Regions from separate parts of the Mus musculus genome. Here region 2 is linked to region 1. A link is a contact called in public Hi-C data. All regions are on one chromosome and are shown on one strand. Each heading gives the region's core, a stretch centred on a gene start, on an enhancer-like site or on the middle of the called end of the contact. The rest is flanking DNA. Distances are from core to core; before and after follow the strand shown. Region 1 overlaps Gm30215 (a long non-coding RNA gene). Region 2 has its middle 58 kb from the start of Gm30524.

The links. Hi-C and Micro-C count contacts between places; a contact is called where the count stands out from the background.
Region 2: a contact with region 1 is called in a Hi-C map of uterus, with 2.4 times the contacts expected there. The contact joins two enhancer-like sites. A contact is called at or near these places in 3 of 484 Hi-C or Micro-C datasets (cerebral cortex, embryonic stem cells and uterus) and 1 of 9 other capture datasets (embryonic stem cells).

What each region holds. Positions count from the first base shown.
Region 1 is chr6:140,763,432-140,766,606 of GRCm38.p6, reverse strand. All of the region lies in intron 4 of Gm30215 (a long non-coding RNA gene), which reads right to left. Among named protein-coding and RNA genes, the nearest start is that of Gm30215, 85 kb to the right of the region's middle. Within about 2 kb of position 1,511, at least 9 of the 459 cell types and tissues checked have an H3K27ac peak or open chromatin away from gene starts, as enhancers often do. A contact at or near this core is called in uterus, where this site is marked.
Region 2 is chr6:140,895,913-140,899,087 of GRCm38.p6, reverse strand. No RefSeq gene overlaps it. Among named protein-coding and RNA genes, the nearest start is that of Gm30524, 58 kb to the left of the region's middle. Within about 2 kb of position 1,722, at least 12 of the 459 cell types and tissues checked have an H3K27ac peak or open chromatin away from gene starts, as enhancers often do. A contact at or near this core is called in uterus, where this site is marked.

The DNA.
Region 1 (3,175 bases), core at 262-2,761:
GAAATACAGTCCTCAGAGGTTTCTGAACCCTTGCGAACTCGTCACGGACACACTGTTTTCTATGAGCACAAAGGTAAGATCGCCACCTTCTGGCTAGGTGCTCTAATAGCATCTTCTCATTGTGAAATTTCTAGTAACTTCCAAAATTTGAGTCTATACCGTTTTGATGAAGACTTTGAAGATTTCAGTCACTTGACGTCCAGTTTAAGTGGAAAAAGTCTCTTGTCTAAATGCTAAAAACACACAAAACATTACTCTAAAGATGTATTTGTTCTTCACACTACTGTTGCAGGAAATATTTTAAAATGCACCATCCCACACTATACCCAGCTACTCTGCCCATGTCTCTCCACCTCTAGCCTAGCCATGATGCAGTCTTCCCAGCTCTGGTTTATCTGCCTCAGAGCTGCCTGTACCTTCTCAGCCATCCACCCCCTGCGGCTAGTTGTCACAAATCCCCTTAGCCCAGTAAATCAAAACTCTAGAAGCTTAGAATTAGTCAGTCAGATTTATATATCAGTAAATTCTCAATTCACAAGATGCCCACACAGCAATTTCAGAGCCAACTGATAATGATACAAGCTGCCCACCTAGATTAGACAAGTTATCCCAATTATTCTATCCTTTTATGATATATTCATGGCTACCTGTGGCTATTTAACGCCACACTGAATCTAGAGCATCTTCCTCTTCCTCCGTTTTCCTTCCTTCTCTCTCCTCCTTGTCCTCTCTCTCTCTCCTCTCCTCCTTCTCCACCAAACTTTTCAGCTCCACCTTCCCTTCCACTGCCCAGTCACCGGCCCTAGCCTTTATTTTACCAGGTGGGGAGCAGGTTTACAAGAAGTCACTGGTGATACAACCATCATCCGCAGCCCCTCCTGGGGAAGCAGAATTAGCATCAAAATACAAACAGCACCAGGACTATCCACAACACACCACAACAGTGAAGGTGTCAAAAGCCAAAGGTATTTTCTCTAAGTGTTCCTTAAGAAGCTAAGGACAATGGAGATGATTCACTGTGTAAAATACTTGTTGGGCCAACATGATGGCCTGAGCTTGGGTCTCCAGCACCTACAAAAGTCTTGGTATGGCAGAGTAGACATGTAATTCAAGCAGTGGGGAGGCAGAGACAGGCAAATGCATGGAGCTCATTGGCCAAACAGCCTAGTTAAAGAGAGCTCTAGTTTTGGAAGAAACCCTGCCTCTGATAATAAAGTAGACAGCAACTGAGAAAGACACTCCACTGACATCACTGACCCAGTCTTCGTCTGCGCATACACACAGGCAGATGCTGGCAGATGTGGGGCGTTTGTATTCTAAACATAGTGTCAATTATCAAATTTCCTTAGTTTAACAGTTGCAACCTGAGCGGCAACTCCACCAACAGGGATCAGTTGGTGAATTTAAAAACAAAGAAAAAGAAAGAACTTGGATGAAAAGTCCAACCCCAGATTCAAGCATAATTCTCCGCCCTAATCGGACTCCAACCAGCAGAGTTAAGTCCAGCCGAAACCATTTCCTGTGAGACTTCACAGGAGTCCTGTGACATCACCATTTCAGCCACCAGGAACACTTTGAGTTTCCTACTCCCCCGAAAAAACTCCTTCATACAAAACTCCCTTTTAAGGGCAATCTCCCTGTCTCTGGATTTGCCCAGAAAACGTATCACAAAAAAGCAGATTTTTTTTTTTAATTTACTTTCTTAGTCAATTAAATCTGAGGCAATTCCAGGACAACTCACTCCACTGGCAGAATGTTGCTCAGCATGATCCTACGGAGGTGTGGGAGACAAGTGGAATAATCTTATACAATCTTGTTTCTTTTTCCTATACTTTATTTATTAGCAGTTTACGTTTGCATGTGTAAAGGTGTCTATATCCCACACTCCACATCTGGAGGTCAGAGGACAGACTTACAGAGCCGGTCTGTCCTTCCTTCCACCTTGGGTTCTGGGGATGAACTCGGGTTGTTAGACCTATGCAGCTTGTGTTGTGACCACTGAGCAATCTCTTATGGTCCTCTGTTGTGGTTTCTTGGAAGGGGGTCTCACTCTACAGTCCTGGCTCACCAAGGACTCAGTCTGTAGCCCACAGTGTCTTTGAACTCACAGCCATCCTCCTGCCTCACACTCTCAAGTGCTGGGATTATAGATAGGCACATCACACCCAGATGTAATATCACTGCTATTTATGCAAAAGGTCACATAAAGTCCAGTTTGTAGAGAGTGTGTACCTAGAGAAACATAACTGCTCCAGAGAGATGAGTTTCAGTATTGCCAAGAAGCCAGGAAACAGCAGCACCATCCTTGGAGAGCTTGCTGACTCTTTGCCTAGTAAGACAATGAAAATATTATGACAGCTTGCTGAGTCTTGGCCTCAAAGGTATTATTTTCTCAGGAGATAATTCTGCAGAATTATATGGAAAAGTCAACCATTGAAATCGTAAGTCAGATAGCTGATGTGTTCTAAGTGAGCTCAGACATCAGCAGAGGCAAAGAATGTGTAGAAGAAAGCAGAGCTCTCCCCGGTCTTCTGCTCAAAGATGACATTGACCGTTGTTGCTTATGTGCGAATGTGAATACAAACAAGTAAGTTATACAGTAGGTTAGCCACTTTGTGTGCCAAAATACTAACAGCAAGGCTGTGACGCTGTCCCACAGCCACCAGAGTGCAGAGAACCACCAATCACGAGTTTCCACCAAGTTACTCACAACAATCAATGTGGAGGGCAAGAGGCCCTGTAAGCAAGCCACTCTGTCCTGGAGACACCACAAGTCATCTATGGTAAAAGGCACTCAGACCTAGGGCTAGTTCAGATTTGTGTTGTATCTCAGGTTAAAATACTGCCCACATATATCACTTCCTATTTTTTCAGGGCACTCTGGGCACACAGGCAGTTCTAAACTTGAGGTCATTCACTTGTTGTTCTACAGATAGGAAATAGCTCCTAGGTTCTCCATTAAAAAACTTTTTATACTGAGTCTAAAAACCCACAATACCCTCTTGAACAGATATTAGCAAATGTGGTGCTATGAACAATGGGGACCAAGATGCTGAGGTCTGCTAGAAGTACCACATAGCTCACACGGCTGGCATGGCCTGCCAGAGCAAGTGACAATACACAGGTGCTATTACAGGCTTTTCTCCAAACACTGAGGGGTACCAGCAGGAGATAA
Region 2 (3,175 bases), core at 473-2,972, 130 kb before region 1:
GAGGGAGGGGGAAAGGGAGAGAGAGATATACATATGATACCAAGATCAGTGCCTATAGCCAAACACATACTTAGTGGTTTAACAAAGGACTGTGAGATAGCCTCAAGTCTTTCTACAGCAAGCTGACTGGAGGGCTGAAATGATTCTACATGGTAGGGTCCTCCAAGCAGGAGTTCATAAGTAGCTCTGTGTTCCTCTGCACACTTTCACTGGGCCCACTCCTCTACACAGGACCTCCCTCCATGAGGGAAGGAAACTCTGTAACTGACCTTGTCTTGAGTCCACAAAATTGGCGTTCTGCCTGTTGCAATGGAAATCCCCTGGAGTCTACGAGGGTGACATTAGTGAAGACTCCTAGTAATAGGGGATTCGGAGCCTGAACTGGCTATCCTCTGTAACCAAGCAAGGCCTCAAGTGGAAGGACTGGAACACCAACACAGTCACAAAACCTCCAACCTAAAGTGTATCATGCCTGCAGGATGTGCGGGGAAAGGAGTCTAGCATAGTCGTCATCAGAGAGACTTCATCTAGCAATTGATGGGAGCATCGCAGAGTCCCACAGGCAAATATCAGGTGGAACTGTGGGAGACCTGTGAAAGAGGGAGAGTTGGAGGAGTCAGAAAGGTCAAGGACACCACAAGAACATGGCCCCCAGAAGCAACTGACCAGGACTCGAGCTGGCTCATAGAGATCAGGGAAGCTGTATGAATCTAACCTAGGTCCTCTACATATATGTTATGGTTGTTTAGCCAGTGCTCTTGTGAGATTCCTAACAGTGGAAGCGAGGGCTGTTGCTCACCCTTACACCCTACCTTTGGGACCCTTTTTCTTTGATTGGGTTGCCTCATCCAGCCTTGATGTGATGGTATGTGCCTAGCCTTATTGTAGCTTGTTACGTGGTATGATCCTAAAAGACATGCTCTTTTCTGAGGAGAAGTGAAGAGGGTGAATCCAGGAGGAAGGGGAGGTTGAGGAGGAGGGCGTGAGACTCGTAGAGGGGGTGGGAGAGGAACTATAGTTGGGATGTAATATATGAGAGGACCTGTGTTAGGCTAACTATACACCCAGAAGTCTTCAACCTGACAGGAACATAGAAATCTCCACTATTAGTCAAACTTTGGGGGAAATAGGTTGATATATGAAGCCAAGATGCAACTGGGGCAGTAGCGTAGAACACTTAGAGAAAGTGTGTGCTTTAAAATCCAGAATCACCCCAAAGCTTCCTGGGACAACATTTGCCAGGAAACATGGGTAGCCTGGGAAACAGAAAGAGGGAAAATTCAAGTTTCTGCCAACCACATGGAAGGCTTGTTTCAGCATTACCAATAGCTCCTCCCATCCCCTCACCACCAAGGTGTGTGCTGGCATTTTGCATAAGGAAACAGGACAAAGAGCAAGAAAAAAAAAAAAAAAGAACAAATAGTTTCCAAAACTTTTTCTGCCCTTTCAGCCTTGGTACAGAAGAAATCAGGCTGCAGTGATGAGCGAGGAAAGTTGGCCTCCATCCTAAACCTGCCACTACCGAACTGCACACACCACTTAATTTCTCTCATTCGGCATTTCTTCATCTATAAATGGAAGAGGAGGAGGCCATGACATACATAAGCCCAGGGACTCCTTGCTCCCGGTCGGGCTGAGTTATGGCACCTCCTACTGTGTCCTACTGGGGTCGATTATTTCTCCGTCAGAGGATAAATGTTTCCCCCTGCAGTTCCTTGTTGTTTATTTGCATGTCTGCCGTAGCAACATTCAAACATACCAGGTTTGCAGCCCCGCCTGGCTGTCTTCCCCAGTGTCCTCTTGCTGGCATGCTTTCCCAAGAAGCAGACTTGGAATAACAACAGGCAAACTCATGGGAATTCCTCCAGGCTTCCTAAGACAGCCATCAACATAGGGATTCAGAAGCAGCCCGGGCACATAGTTTTGCAAGGAGTAACAGTTTCCTCCGTGGCTTCTGCATTAAAATTCAATTGGGTTATCCTTAGGCACATTTGTTAGATTCGTACTGAAACTTTACCCTCAAATTTATAAGCATTATTTCTGAAGGTCAATCTGTACAATTAACTAAACCTGCCCCATTAATAAATGCCCAGGGGGTGGAGAGAGGGCTCGGTGGTTAAAAGCACTGACTGCTCTTCGAGAGGACCTGGGTTCAAGTTCTAGCATCCACATGGCAACTCACAGCTGTCTGTAACTCCAGTTCCAGGGAAGCTGACACCCCACCCCCTTACTGGCTTCTGAGGGCACCAGGCATCTACATGGTGCACAGGACCATAGATGTACAATAGTACACAGACATGTATGCAAGCAAAATAACCATATACATAAAATAAGAACTTAAACTGCAAAGATTTTAGTTGTGAGTTCTTCTGTTGTTGTATATATATTTTTAGTAATTATTTTATTTATTTGCATTTCAAATGTTGTACCCCTTCCCAGTCCCTCCTCCATGAGACCCCTAACCCCATGCCCCCTTCCCTTTGCCTATAAGAGGGTGCTTACCCACTCCCTCCTCACTCCTCTAGCATTCCCCTTCTCTGGAGCATCAAACTTCCACAGGGCCAAGCACATCCCCTCCCACTGGGGCTAGATAAGGCAGTCATATGTAGCACGAGCCACAGATAGAGAAAATGTGATACATTTACACAATGGAATATTACTCATCTATAAAAATGAAGACATCACAAATTTTGCAGACAAGTGGGTGGAACTAGAAAATAACATCCTGAGTGAGGATGTTATTTCCAGACCCAAAGGGACATACATGGTATGCACTCACTGGTAAGTGGATATTAGCCAAAAAGCTCCACATACCCACAATACAACTCACAGACCATATGAAGCTTAACAAGAAGGAAGGCCAGAGTGTGATATATTTTAAAGTAATGGCCCAAGGGAAGTGACTTTTTCTTGGTTGTACTGAAGTCTGCAATAGGGTAATTGCATCAAGGGGGTTAGGGTATAAATCTGCGACAATAACATCCAGTGACTGAGGATGCCACACTGAAGACTTGTGATCATAAAATTCCTACCTCATTCTGTCAAGTCCTGTGCTATCAAAACAACACAGTGACTCAACAAATACAGGAGACAGTGGGGGTCTGCGTGGCTCCACTCTGAAAGGAGAAAACCTTGGAACGGGATCTGGATTCTAGGTCCATCTTATTACACAGAG